2 separate regions of the Drosophila melanogaster genome follow, and region 2 is linked to region 1. The links are chromatin contacts, called in public Hi-C maps. All regions are on one chromosome and are shown on one strand. Each heading gives the region's core, a stretch centred on a gene start, on an enhancer-like site or on the middle of the called end of the contact. The rest is flanking DNA. Distances are from core to core; before and after follow the strand shown.

Evidence for each region. A called contact is a pair of places that touch in the nucleus more often than the background predicts.
Region 2: a contact with region 1 is called in a Hi-C map of the Kc167 cell line, with 5 times the contacts expected there. The contact joins the promoter of Mcr here to the promoter of nrv1 in region 1. A contact is called at or near these places in 2 of 107 Hi-C or Micro-C datasets (the Kc167 cell line and eye imaginal disc).

What each region holds. Positions count from the first base shown.
Region 1 is chr2L:6,782,656-6,790,428 of dm6, forward strand. It overlaps nrv1 (nervana 1), which reads right to left and starts at 4,206. Exons shown (of 4, transcript NM_057819.4): 1 at 3,627-4,206. The coding sequence starts at 3,759. nrv2 (nervana 2) reads right to left here. Exons shown (of 8, transcript NM_057820.4): 8 at 7,115-7,773.
Region 2 is chr2L:8,077,902-8,085,674 of dm6, forward strand. It overlaps Mcr (Macroglobulin complement-related), which reads right to left and starts at 5,081. Exons shown (of 7, transcript NM_079949.3): 1 at 4,910-5,081; 2 at 1,862-2,711; 3 at 1-1,766. The coding sequence starts at 2,709. It overlaps Bsg (Basigin), which reads left to right and starts at 5,519. Exons shown (of 7, transcript NM_164785.2): 1 at 5,519-5,620. It also overlaps asRNA:CR45257.

The DNA.
Region 1 (7,773 bases), core at 2,956-5,455:
TTCTAGGCGTCATCCAAGTGTAACCACCAAGGCCAGCGGAACTTAATAATTAAGTTACGTGCTAGACGCACATATGGCCAGAATCCAGGACACCTTAGCACAAGCTGTAAAAGCCACTCGCCGAGTGGCTTAATTTGCACACTTGACCAGCAAGTCGTCCTGTTGTGGGAAATCGTTTAATAGCCAGCACATGTGCAACCGCAATTATGTAATGAGTGTGTGACCCTTTCACTCCGCAAATGTCCCACAATCATGAATAGAAATGGGTGAAGCAACAAGCTTGGCCATTTGAAACCATCATCGCTTTTCAAGGTGTCAAATCGCTTACTTCTTTAATAGAAAAAACTTTTGTATACAATTAATCATAATTTAATCAATGAAATTATTTACTCAAGTAATCGCACCGTATTATGCAAATCCTTACTCAGTTTTTTTCTGTGTGTTTGGAAGCAACAATTATGACGCCATCGTGCCGCAAGTCTCGGCCACGAAGAAAAACACAGAACGAAGTGGAATAAGACGGAGGATGCAACTTGTTGGTGTCTGTCGCCATCTACCCCGAATCGCATCCAGCCAGATTGTGTGGGTCACGTCACCCCCATTACCACTACCATTACCATCTCCACCTCCATCCCAATCTCCATCTCCATGCCCACTGCCAGTTTCAACTCCTGTCCCGTTTTGTCCTCATTGCCAATAAGCCGTCTCCGTGGCGCCGCTTTATTTGTTGCTGTTCGCCGCACCCTTTGTCCATGCGTCACCACTACACATACATACAAACTTACACACACACCCACACACACACACACACACACATTCGAATACTATTACTAGCACCAGCACACCCAGGATCCTTGGCCATCTTTCTTTTCGCCGTCTGTGTGCTTGGGGCCTATAGCATACTTTGCGGCATTTTAAGTGAATTAATTTCACATGTTAACGAGGGGAAGCCCCGATGGCCCCGCCCACGGCAAACATTGCAAGCGTTTAGTTTGCTGATTATTTTTGGGCCTAAATACGGGCGTGACGGGGTTTATTCTCGTTCTGGCCACGTTCTTAATCGAAGAATTACCCAAAGAGCAGCAACAAATAGATTTGTCACGTTTTTGTTTGAGTACTTAACTAAAGACTAAAAAATTTAGCTTTTTTTATGATGATTAGGAAAACTAGCATGTGAATATTTATACTGGCAAAAAAACGAATTCGATATGCGAAAGGGAAATAGTTGAAAACCCAAGTATACCAAAGTAAGAACTTCGAAAAAGAAAGCGAAGAATTTCAGAAAAGGCTTATCTAATTGTATAGTATTGGATCGAAAAAGAAATAGCTTCTATACTGATGATTAAAAAACTAATTTAATTTTAAATTAGCTTAAGCAAATTAGGCTAGTTTCCTGCGCTTTAATTGAATTGTGTATTTTATCGCAGACTTGTCGCTATCGTGACAATTAGTTAGCAGCATGTCAATGTAAGCAGACTGAGGGGCGTGGCGGGGGCGATTAATGGGGAAATCGGATGTAGCCGGCGAAATGCGGTTCTAGCCGGTTTGAGCCAGATTTAGAAACTGGCTAGGGCAGTGATTGCCTGCCTTTCCTGCTGCTTTGCGGTTACATCGATCTGATACGCTGATTTCATTACAGAAATGCAACAGAGTCAAAAATCAGAAGAAATAAAACTTAAGCTCAGTTCGGTAAAGCAATACAAAATACAATGCATATAATACTATGTAAGCAATTATTATCATTATATAACCTTATTTCCAACATTTTGAAGCCAAATGCGATGTAGAGAATTAAAATGTGTAGCAAAGCGAAAGCATTTCGAAAACCAAAAAAGTAATCATGAACCCACTGAACCGGTTCTCTGAGAAGGTTCATCCGCACCTAAAAAAAAAAAAAAAATACAACCGGCACGAACCTAAACAAGTTCTCATTGCGTTAATTAATGGAAAGCAAAGCTTAGCCAACCGTCCAATGCTTTGCCTTCATTTGAAATCGGAATTAATCGGATGGCGATCGTAAATCAAAATCAGCGTTTTCGATCTGCTGTGATTTTTGTTTGTTTTCTGTCTGTTTAGAATTTTGCCACACTGCTTTACATTGTTTATGGGGTCGTTGCCATTTTATTTTTCCACTAATGTCCTGCACATGACTTAAATTACCGAGCATTAGGCAGTGAAAAATCAAAGGACATGCACCACGAATTTGTGCTTAATGATAGGAATTAGCCGAAGGCAGGCCAAACACTTTACCCACTGTATATTCAGTTCTGCAAATAGTTTCATATATTAAATAGATATGCAGCCATATGGCTTTTGTTGTAGCAGGTGTGTCAATAGTTCTTAAGTTCTTTGCCGATTGGACTGAGAATTAGTATAAAATGTCGGAATTAGCATAAAAAGTTATTAGAGCTCTTCGGGGGTACACCTTTGGCGTCAATGTAAATAAATTATACATCAATTTAAACATTCGATAAACTTGAAGCGAACTTGGCCAACTTAATGAAAAGCAAACAAATGACGTCAAGGGAACTTTTCATTCGAGCTACCGATAAGCGAAGTACTCAGAAAATTGCTAAACACTATTTAAAATTGGTAGTGTTTCAGCAGTTGGTTCTGCGATCGGCATATTTTTCAGATATATGTACATTGATATTGTGAGAGCGTTAAATCTCACTATGCCTCTCAGTGCGAAACCTTGAATCTGTTTACAGAACCCATTATAAGACGGCAAATATTATTGGCGATAAAAGCAAAGTGCTCTCTACTCACCACCTCATCCCTCACGTTTTCCCCAATTCCCCTCCCTTTGGGAACGTGGATCCGTGTCCATTTTCGAAAGTCAAGAATTCGCATTAACGTTGAAATATGCTAGCCTAATTAAAAAGGCAATTCAACAATTTAGTAGATTGAACGTGTGTAGCCAAATGAACACACATATGTTTAATGTTCGATTCTAAAACTTTCTAGATTCTTTTCACTTAGCCATTATCACATTGCCAGCGGTTGCTCAAGGTGATTGTATTTCTTAATAATATTTTTATGACTGCCTTAAGAAATCCCACTTCATCATGTTGTCTCGTAATGAGTTTATCTATTTTATGGCGTTGACTAAACATTTTCGAGACACCGCAACGGAGATTTCCGTAGTTGCTTCTTTACCTCATCCCGTTTCCCACACTATGACTCGCCAAATCGACTGATAAGCCTGTAAATACGACCGCACGCTCCTCATATATAGTTTCCATTACCATATGACGGACAAGTGTCTAGTTATATACAATAAACAATCGCATTTTTGTTTCTATGTGCTTGGAGCTTGGAGTGGATGCAGATATCTCATCGGAGGGGCATGCAGATAAGTACTGGAGTGCCTATACTGCATGGAAATTTGGGAACTAGCATTCAAACATTCAAATTATATATTTTTCGAGTTAAAACTAATTCTAAAATGTTAAATGTATGTATTTAAAAACCACAAACAGACTCAATGGATAGAATAGAAATGACTCACAGTGGTTTTAGTCTTATCCTCTTGATGGAACCTAATTCTTAATCTTTTTCAGGCATTCATTTTGAAGTTGTCTACTGATTTTGTTTGTTATTCAGTAGAGTTGTAAAGAACTTACTCCAACTTTTTCCGGTGCGTCCGAAGAAGGTGCCTTCCTGGGGATTGTAGATCATTTCCGAGAAGGTTTGCTTCTTCGCTGGCTGCGGGAATTCGAATTCGCCTTTGGCGCCCTTTCCGTTATTCTTTGACATTGCGGCGCTGTTCTTTCGCACTTGTTTACGGTTAGCTTTTCAGTATTCGATTCGATTCGAAAATTTGGTTTATACTTTTCGTTGATGACGTGGACGGCGCGAAGGCTACGAAAACTGATTTATGTATACGTTGTGCTGTGTATATGCGATGATTCAGCAGACTCGAAACTGAATTCTCATTTATTTTCGCACTCGCAGTACTCTTGAATATTTTTGAAAAACGTGTAATTATGCAATTATTTGCGCCTCGACTGCTCGACTGGTCTTAGAGTTAGGAAAATAAGTTAGAACCGATTTTGGGCGAAATAAGCCGAATCAGAAGCACAAACAAACGGGCTGGGAGCCACGAGAAGTTGTTGCCAACTCTTGGTTTCCCTGCTTCCTGCGACTGCGAATGGCGATGCGTGCTGCGTGTTGCGCTCTCGGCGAAAGATCACCAACTAACCGAACGCAGCCCCAAGTCACCCAGCAAGGCGAAAACTCAGCACCAGTGTTCTTCGCCCCTCAACACTCACACAGGCTCACCACGCGCCTCGCTCTTTCTCTCTCGTTCTCTCTATCTCTTGCGTTCTCGCAACAAAAGCTTCAAGATAAGAGTGATTGAGCACTGAGGAAAACGGGGTACATTTTCAGATAAATAGTTAAGGTAAAAAGCAAAGAAGACTTTTCTGACCAAATTGACTCTTAAGATCGTCAAGATATGTAGGTATTTCTATTATTTCCGATATTAAGCAGTCTAATAACGCATTGGTTTCCCATTTCAAGCTCATGTGAGTGATATCTTAGAAAGAATTCTGTTGCAAGCGATTCCTACAGGACATTACTCATCCGCAATGTGGGCTGACGTCTTTGTTTAAACTCTCAGATGTTATTGGGTATACGAAACGTGACCCAAAAAAGCATTCCACGTATCTAGGGTCAATTTTCTTGCAGTGTGACGTCGACAGCTGTTGAACGTATTCGACACTTTGCCAAGCAACATGAAAAAGGCCAAAGCAAAAGCGTTGGACCAGGGGGGAGGTTATGTGGCTAAGGTGTGAGTGTGTGTGAGCTGGGGGTTTCGTGTGTGTTTTACCTCTTAATGTTCTCTCTATCTCTCTCCATCTCCTTAGCTGGCTACGCAAATAGAATAAATGATTGAGTGCAGACAGTGGCCAGACAACAACACACCCGAGGGCAGTTGCTTGGGCCATGCAATTTTCGCCAGTGCAGCTAAGTGCTTTGCATTCAAAGGCTGTGGAGCCTAGACCGCACTTCACCCTCTAAGAATGTGATACGCTCCTGCTTTATAAATATTAAAATACAAAGCACAAAGAAAATCACACGCATACTAGCACAAGTCGCACTCTCTCTCTCTATCTCCCGTTCTCCCACTCTGGCGTTGACATGCGCGGAGAGTTGAGTACATTGGCTCCACTACACACTCCACCCACGCCCCTCCCCCTAACAATCGCCACCACCATTGTTACTCTCATTATGCTGGCGTGCTGTGTTGTACTGCGCTTTGTTTTGCTTTTCCACGCTCTCCCCAAACGGGTGGATCAGTTTTTTGGGCGCTCTGTGCTTCGGAAATTTCCACGCGGAAATCGGGAAAACTTTCTTTGTTATTGTTCCTCAATCATGGTTCGTCGTCATCAGCATCTGGATAATGCTAACGCTGCACTGAGAAAAATAAACTGTTTCTTACTCTTATATTCCATAACTATTTGCATATAATGGCTTAAGAATTTCAAAAAGAACCTCATAAGCACTATCTTTAGGGAAAATGGTAGAAAATTTACGAGGATTTTTTGTCGAGTGTTTAAAGCGTTGCCAAGTGTCAAGAACTTTCGAGTTGATTAATTCCCTTAAATGTGCACTTCCTTCTGCATGGCAACCCCCTTGCCCCTTGCCACATGAACCCACAACTCCCCCAACAATGGGTTGCCATTGCCAATTTTCCTCATTCTTAGACTGTTGCTGCTGATTGTGGGCATGGAGATGCACGGATAAATGGCCACGGCATTATGTTATTGTATCTCGGTGCTCCATCGTTGTAATCATCACAAGTTGATTAAATGACACTTGAAAACGCCAGGGTGGCTACGTTGTGGAGTCAACTCAATTGTGAGGCGCAATTCCTGCATCTCGGTTTATTGGGTTGTCAGACGAGAGGTGTTTAATCCTAAATGGGTCTTTAATAACTATGATAATTTGGTTAGCTGCAATCACGGGCTAGAATAAAATTGCGAATCCCTTAAGGGGTGCATTCAACTAGCTAAATGACGAACAAATACCTCTTGAATGACGTATATAATTTACCGGTGATAAGTAAGTCTACATACTGTAACTTCATACATTGCCCAATTGGATTTGACCGGTTATATCCATTTAACGGTCAACTGTCGAAGTAACTGCCTTGTTGGACTCTCTCTCTTTTGCTCATCTGAACTCCCTCAAATCTCCCGCATATCTCCAACCAGTTTATCCTGGTCCAAACCGATTTTTCAGACTTTGCTGTGTGCGTGTCGATCTTTAAATCTCGTAGAACTTCCTCATTAGAGGATGGGCTTTGGTTTTTTTTTTTATTTATCAACTGATTTCAGCAGCTACATGGCTTAGGTTCTGTGGACAATGGTCTGTCATTCAGCTAATTAGCTCTCAATTAGCGAATGTACATTGCTGGCATATTTGTGCATACGATAATAAGTGGAAAAGTCAAACAGTTGGAATACAAAATTCCAGTAATCTATTTTCCTCGTCGATCTTCTGACGTCACAGAAGTATTTTAGCAAATTCAGAGAATATAAGCAAAAGTTAAACATAATCGAAAACTGCTGTCTCTGCGCTCTAATTAAGGAATTTTTTATAGATCACTGAAAGAGAAATCTGCAGCGAACAAGATTGTAAATGAAGGGCAAATGTGATAATCATATTCATATGCCGGCTTATACTCTTCACTCGATATTTTAAAAATAAACAATATCAAAAGGCAAACAGCAGCGCTCCGTTAATGATTTTAAATGACGCAATTGGAAGACTTATTATTCGGACTGATAAAAACCGATGTGACCGCGCGCCTACAAAACGTATTATATATAAATAAAAGCCAATCGATCTGGCTTTAAGTATATTTATCAGCCAGCGGCTGACCATTGTCAAGTGACGACTGAGATGGTTGTGATATAGTGTTATCAGCGTTATCTTATCACCCTACAGGGCAAACATCAGTGTTTACGTAAATCCTAAAGTATGTCATATGCCCCATCTGATAATTTTGAGAAACTGTATAGCAACATCTTTTTTGTGATTTTGCTATCGTAATCTTGTGTCAATATATCGCCAAGTGTATTAAAAATAAAACGGATTTGCTTTTCTGACTACTTTCATTTGATTTTTATTGAAAAGGAATTGAAAGTGTTTTGTGTCTCTTAGCCGTCTCAATTTATTTCCTTAAATTTCAATCTTCGCAATTATTATATCATAAGCTTACAAGTTAACCGAAGTTACGATTTTCTGTTTTCCAAATGTTGCACTTTTGTCGTCTATCAAAATGTGATGTATATGTATATAGGCTTCACTTTTGACTAAGTTATTAATAAATATGGTAAATTCTGAAGCTAGCTGTAAATATTTAGATTTTTGGTAGACAAAATTGGTCTGTTTTCGGTTACATGTTACATAGCGGCAGACTCAAAAATGATTCTTAAATTTTCTTTATAAATTTGTAATATCTAGGGATTCGTTTGTTAATTCATTGGAAATGGCAGTTTGGATTAATTGCTGTAAATTTGTTGCATTTGATTGATTTACTATTTACTGGTCAGCGCCAAATTTACTGGTCAGCGCCAAACGAGATTCAGGCTGGTTTAGTTCCATCCTGTCCATTGAGTTCCCATCTTGGTGGTTTAGCTTTACAATCTTACGTCTAACTTTCATCGTAAAGTGCATAAAAAGTTATTGGAATTCAAAATTTGTATGTTTATAGGCGTTGCAAGTCTTGAATATATATTTTGTATGCTTTATAACGCGGAA
Region 2 (7,773 bases), core at 3,831-6,330, 1.3 Mb after region 1:
TGGGTACATAACCATCCGTAAATACGATCAGTCCACTGTACTCAAAAGTGCGATTTGCATCGACGCCAAAGGACGAGGCGGGGAAGTACACCAGCTCATCGGGATTGCCTTCGTGAGAGTACCAAATGTGCTTATACGTTCCATTGGTCTGCTCGTCGAAGTTGGACATCTTAGTGATGATCTTGGCGTAAGTGAGCTCGTTGCCGGCTTGCATTGTGTAGAATGCACTGTCGATGCCAGAGAGACCAACATACGAGCCCGGTTCTCCAAAGATAGCCACCTCCACTTTTTCTCCGGTTCTCGCTTTGCGATTGTTGATATATACGGTAAAGTTATTCCGGGAGATGCCATTAACTGGGAACGTAAGGGAATCGGCCACAACCTGTCCCTGCTGGTTAATCTTCCACACTACAATCGTAGCCACAGGTGCCATTTCGGAACTCAGAACAACAGCAATGGTTTTAATGCCCTCTGTAATGGTTTCGCGGTCATTCACCAGGATAACACCCTTTGACATAATGAGATAGTTGAACTCTTCGAGGTAGAAATTCGTGCGGATGTGGAAGATGATATACTCCCCAACCACTGGTTTCTCTGTGCTGGTGGTGACCTTAATGTGCTGATTTCTGGGCGAATAGTGAGACACCAAAAGGAGCTCCGTTTGAATGCGTTCACCACGCGGATCCACAAAGTTCGCCTGCAAGCGCATGTTCTGAACGCCGTTCAAGAAGTCTCTTGCTTGTGGGCGATCGTCCAGGTTCAGATCATTCCTGATGTCAATCTTCACCTCCCAAATGCCATCGCTTTGCTGCGACATAGGCAATCGCTGGGCGGGCCAGTCCCTCCTGCCACCATTGCGGCTCTCCACGAAACCAGAGACTTCCATTAAACCCTGGCGTAATAGGTTTGGATCAATTGGCGAACCATCATGGTACTCAACAGCCAGATATGTGGTAAATGGCATGGCGGGCTTGAAGACCTGCGGCGAATCGCCAAGGAATACCACCCTCAGACTGGAATTATACACCCTGGCCACGGAGTAACCACTGATGATCTCATCGTAGAACTTTTCACCAACAGTGGCCGTGATCAGCACCTCAGAGTTGGCCAGATTGGGCACCAGAAGCTCTAGCTCCCTCAATGGCCACTTGAAGTCAAAGGTACCATTGAAGTAGCGCAAGTAGGGCAGGGTCTTTCGATAAGTTCCACTCCACGCCTCGTAGCTGCTGTCCTGATACTCGGGTTTCCTAACCCAGAATGGCCACTCCTCGTCGAACTGATAGTGTCGCTCGACCACATATTGATTCCTGTACAAAATATCCTGTGAAAGATCTGCTCCATCCTGTGGCAGTTGTCCAGGCACATTATACTGCACTTGCGGATTCTGGTTGGGATTATTGTAGCGCCATCGCTCATTGTATAGGTTAGTTTGCTCCAAAGGTGAACGACCCAGGCGATACTTCTCATTTAGAACTTGGTTGCTGAAGTATCCAATTGGGCGGATCGTGGCCTTGATTGTGAGATTGCCTCTAACTGGTAGGCCACTGGTAAAGTTAGCCATCACCCTTCCGTAGATAAACGGATCCGTTGTGAAGAAGTACGCAGGCATGGTAACATTCACTTCGAATCGGGTCTGATAGTATTCCTCCACGGTGAAGTGACTCTCCTCTTGCTGTCCCTGAGCTATTACACGGATAGTCCATTCTCCAAAAGTGGGCTGATCCGAAAGTTTGTACTCCAGCGAAACGGAACCCAAGTTTGATTGACTGAAAGTTAAAAGGAAATAGGTTGTTTATTTGCAATTTAATTTGTTGATGGAGAGGAACTATTAAGACGTATGAAATATAATAATTCCACTTACCGCGATAGCCAACGTTTAAGAATATGCCTGTTTGGATCCAGCATGTACACATCGACGGGATTGTCAAATCCCTTCAGTTCGGTGGTGATCGGAATGGTCCTAAATCGCACAGTTTCCCCTTGCATATAAAGAGGCTTATCGGTCTGCACAAATATCGTCATGGAGCGCTGTGAGAAGTCTAGTCTTGTTTCGTTCAGGAAGGCGAGGCCACCGAAAACGTTCTGGTAGAAACCTTCCACTCGAAGCTTATAGCTTCCAGTCACACTAGTTGGTGGGATCCTCATGAGCAACGTCTCCGGTATGCCCTCCTTGACATCCTTAGAGTCTCCGCTGATTTGGACACCATCGCACGCGATGCTGGCATGAACGGTTATCGGGTACTGAGCTTGAAGAATGGATACGGACACCTGATAGATTAGACCAGGTCTGACCATTCGAGATGCCACAATGAAGTAAGTGGGCTCCCTGGAATGCAGCGATTCCAGGAAGGTGGCCTTGATGTTATAGGACGACTTTCCACGAGTCAGACTCGGCTCCTCGTTGTCCTGATAGCCTCCTCCCACTCGTTTATTATAGTCATCTTGCCCGGCAATATCGTTGTAGCTCCCCGAATCGGTCCTGTACGGCGGGCGATCACTGGGATTCGTTTGGCCAAAGTTTTGGTTGTTGTTGCTATACTGATTCGTCTGTGGATTGTTACCCCACTGCTGGTTGGGCAGTAGCGGCTGCTGGGGATTCTGCTGGTTCTGGTTGGGGTTGTAGTAGTTGTCGTTTTGTCCGACCGCCGGTTGCAGTGCATCCAAGACGGCGGCTACCACGAGCAGGGCGCGCAGCAAGTGCCACATCATTGCTGAGAGGAGAAGTCAGAAGTGAATGAATTAGAATCGCTGGGCATAAATGCATCTCCCAAATACTATAAATAGAGGCCTCTGATTTGGGTGATCGGCCTGTTCTTTAATGCCTGTCGAATAGGGTGTATCAATGGTTTTCAAAACAAATTTTCGAGTTTATTCGATTTTTCGATAAAAAATAGTAAGCTTTGTATGAAGTTTTTTTGTGATATTGAATAAGAATCACTTTTAACATCCCTGAATAAGCTGCTCTTTAAAAATAAGTGCATAACCTCCTACCAATACTTTGTTTTAAATATAGCCTGTAGTTAAGTACTTAAGATTTTTTTAAATTTTTCGCATATATGTATTTCCAAAGCACCCTAATCCCTAAGTCATGGACCGCATCTCATGTTCGAGGATTGTTGTTGGTCGGTTGATTTCCGCGTGATGCGAACAAGTCGTTAATGAGGGCGCCGACATCGGTATTAATAGACTATAGACGCGATCCGGCAGGAGCAATGAACGTATCTTCAGGGAGATCTTTTTAAGGGGCCAGCGGCAATATGGAAACTATGTCAAACATTAAGTAAAATGTCATTCAAGTGGGCGGCGCAATTAGACAGCAGAGATGTATGCCACGCTGGGATTTGAGGCGTTCGAATCTTCTTTTGAATGGGTTTTTAATGCCTTCGTTATTTATGGTTGATTTATAAGAGATTACGAAATCTCAGCTTCACAAACCACTTTGATTTTCGAGGAATAATTATGAATATACCCATACTATACTATAGACAATTTTTCATATCAATAATGATGTGAACTTTTAATTTAATCTACTTAAAATTCAAAAGTATGACAAATTGTAAGGAACGTTTGAACTCAATTAAAACAGTTCTTAGGAGTTCTTAAAAAATTCATTTTTAAAAATTATTTATTTTTTTTTTGCAAATTGCTGGTGGAGAAATGTGTGCAACATTAAAAAATGCGCATATTTAAGTATTCCAGCTTATCAGCACACAATCAGCCGGCACACAGGGAATACATCATTCGAGCAAGGACCTCGAAATCCTCCCTACTCAGGTATTAACTCCATGGTGTAGGGTAAGAAGTCAACGCTTAATGGCAACCATACAAAAAGGGTCCACGCCAGGAGAACAATGAGGCACCGGCACCGACTTCTAGACAAGTGAGGTGAAATGAAATTGAAGGATGGATGGAGGGAGTGCGTGTGTGTGTGTGGCTGGCTGCATTTGAAATGCATTCACTGGCGAGCAAATGAAGGTAAAGGTAGACCACTGGAACTGAGCGAAACACGCAAATGAAACAACCGGCTACCTGACCATAGATATCGGCCTGGGCGAGATACTCTGTGCACTGAAGCAGCAGAAGTTACTGGCCTATAGGCCAGTCTCTACTCTCGGCGGTGAAAACAAATACCGAACTCGTAATAATTTCAACAACGCGACTTGTAATCCACCCTTTGCGCACAGCTACACAGAGAGAAAATAGTTTACTAGATTTATTTTTTTCACCTTTTGAAATAAATAAGATCTTGATTAAATGGGATTTTTCATATTAAAAATATAAATATTTTTCATTATAAAAAAAAATATTGAATTTTGTTATTTAAAAAAATCTTTTTATAGAGTTTTCTTTCGTTTAAAAATGCCATTTCGGTATAACATTTCTATATAACAAATATATTTGACATCACTTTTTCCAGTGCAAGAGGGCGCACCAGCACCAGCGTAATACACAAGTAAAGTGGGCATTAATTAGCCGAGAAGACCCATTCGAAATGAGTTGAGAGGGCAAAAGTGCAATTGAAACAGCAGGCAGGACATTTTGGGCGGCCAAAGGAGCAACTGTTGGCGGAAATTCGAGAGCTTGAAGGCAGAAAAACGAAAGAAGACGCCGCAATCCAATTGGCCAGCAGGTGGCCAAAACGCCATCCTCACTCACATTTCCTTTTAGTGGCAAAGTGTTCCTAACGAAAAACTTCCTTTACAATTACTAATTAAAGCAACGAGCACATAGTACAAAGTTGTAACCAATATTTGAGGCACTTCTTCGTTTTTCGGTCAACGCCCATGTGCCAACAACAACAACAGCAACAACACAATAACACTGGCTTAGGCATTTTGGAGACGGCCAAACACACGATTTTTGGGCGGGTCGCCAAGTGGAAGAGCTCCGAAAAGCCATTTCTACTCACCTCGGTACTGAAATTCGATCTAATCTGGCTGCTCAGCAGGCCATGCACATTTTATTAAACAACAGAAAGGTAAATAAAACTAACTCGGGAACTCAAAGATTCGAAAAAATGAAACAACACAAAACCAACAGCGATCCACACCCGCTTTGATGACTGATGCAGTGTGACCGTTCGCAGAGATTGGCACAATACCAGATTTCAGGTGTGGCCAGAACGCTAAGAATTTAACGGTCGCACTGCGAGTTCAAACTGCTGATGTGAAAATTTTATAATTCCTAATGATTTTAATGTCATAATAAATTAGGAACAAAGGAAGTAAGCTCATAACGTTACAAAAGTTTATCAGAAAAGCGTATTTTTATTTATTAACTAAGTTTAAGCTTAATCTGCGAACCAGTTATAATTTACGTGTTTCCACAGAATTCTAAGAATAACATATTGCTAGAATATATGAGGGAATTTAGTTCTTAGCCTGGGAGTAAGACAGAGATGGCAAAACTTCATCCGCTCAGCGCCAGTGTTGGATAATGGCATTCTATAGTCTTTTTAGTATATATCGTTCAGTATTTTTGCTACTATTTGACTATAAGCCTTGGTCATACCACCGCTTCAGTTGTCTGTGTGTGTGTGTATTGTATGCATGTGATGTAAGGTCATTCGCGTGAAAATATCAGCGAGGAAAAAATCGAATTTTTGTGTTTTGTGTGCTAGGTAAATGCGAAAAATTGTGCAAAGTCGATCGGTTTAAGGCCCAGTCTGTGTGCCAGCGGTGAAAGTGTGAGCCCCCTCGGTCATTTACGTGTGAAAAGTCGCCAAGAAGTCAAAGGTGCTGGGTTGCCCAACGCAAAAATTATGACGAAAAGCACACCAGCACAAGTACCCATCTCTCTCTCTCTCTCACACACACACACTCGCACACGCAGCAGAAGCAAAAGCAGTGGAGCTGGGAGAGCTAGAACCTAGAGTTGTCAACGCTTTGCGAGGAATTTCGTCATTGAGCGGTGGCATGTGTGTGTGTCAGTGCGTGCTCAGTGAGTGTGTGTGCGAGAGTGCGTGCGTGTGTATTGGTAGTTTGTTCTCTTCATTGGTAGTAAAACACAAAAGAAAAATCATCGGGGAAAAATGTGAAAAATGTACATAATTCGTAACCCAGTCTGCGGCTAGTGCTCGCCAGCCAGTGCCCGAAAATCGTGCTGAGATGAAACACCGCGCACCGATTGAAAAACTATTACATAAATAGTGCAAAGTGTAAATGTTATTGAAGGCAAAAAAGCGGAGCAGCGTTGGGAAAAAGAGCCGCGCACGCTGTCGTCATCGCTGCTCAAAAAGCAAGAAGAAAGCGAAAAAGAGAAATATAAAGACACCCCCTTCCTTTGCCACAAAAGAAAAGAAATGAAATGAAAATGGAAACCCAGTAACTAAAATCCCCAACGCGTTACTGTCACAATGCCGAAAAGTGCTTAAAAACCATATCCGTGTCTGTGTGTGGGTGTTTTCCCTGCTCTGATGTACATACTCCAGTGTGATGCATGATGTACGATGTACTACACTATTCATGCCAATAACATTTTGTTAATACCGTAAATAAACTAATAACATTTAACGCGTGCGATTGTGTGGGTGTTGGGGAATACGGCCCTGCGCCTGTGTGAGTGACCTCGTGTGCGTGTGTCGCGTGCTCCGCTAGTGTTGGTGTATCTTTGCAAGTGTGTGTGTGTGCGGCGGCAAGGAGTGTCATGCGTATATTCTACCTCCCACAACCCCCTACTTACCCACCACCCCCACCCGCAACCTCACACCCTTTTCGAACACTGACCCACTCGCAGGGCCTATCCAACAGCAACAACAACAAAGCCAACAAGCAGGCGGCAGCAGCTCCTTTGCTCCAACGAGTTTTATCTTGTTTTGCCGTTTTAATCATATGCGGGCGCAGAGAAAGGAGAAAAGCCATCGAGCAAGAGAGTGGGAGAGCGTGGAAGGGGAAGAGAAGAGCAGAGCAGCGAAGAGGAGAGGAGACAATCACGTCATCCAGCCTGCCATGACACACCAACATCAACATCGATACAGTGAGGGCTCTCGGCTAATGAACAGCGGCTCAGAATAGATAAACTCGTTCTTTATTGTGGTTACCCCAGAGCTGTTGGCCATATCAAATTCCATTGCATACCTCGGCGATCGCGGGCACAGTGGGTTGCAATCCGTTTATGGTAGGATACTTTAAAGAAATGCTGGATTTCAAACACTAGTCTTATTGGGACATCTTAAACATTCGTTCTTATAGCATACTTTGCGGATTACACGCACTTTGTCCTTAAATGGAAACCAAATTGTGTTTTTTGGGCTAAAAAAAAAGCAAACAAAGCAAGGAATTATATATTGCATTGGTCATCTTTTGGGGTTTGCTGGCTTTTAAAGTTAATGGTTCTGTGTTGAAAACTTTACCTTCGAGAAATTCAGAAATAATTCCTCGTGTGCCAAAGGTTTTTACTCAAGAAGTTTGCCTGTAGTTTTTAGATGATTCAAATCACAACCCGGATTGTAACCGTTTTCTATCTATTTCGATTTGAAGACGGCTTCACTGTACACAGCATTGATGACAACACCGAGATACACACATCTAAGTAAACCCTGTTGGCGAAATAAAGAGGAACGCATGAATTCGATTGCGATGATGATGGAACTCAGTCTTGTTTTTCTAAGCCTTTTAATTAAGGCAATTAAATTGACACCCCTCTCCCAATGCCCGCTTATTATTTCATTTTTTATCGGTCATCCGAGGTTCGATTTTTGGCCTCGGCTTAGAACAGCATCGTTTGTGTGTGCCGCTTGAATGTCGGAGTGTGCGTTGGTGTGTGTGGGTCTTG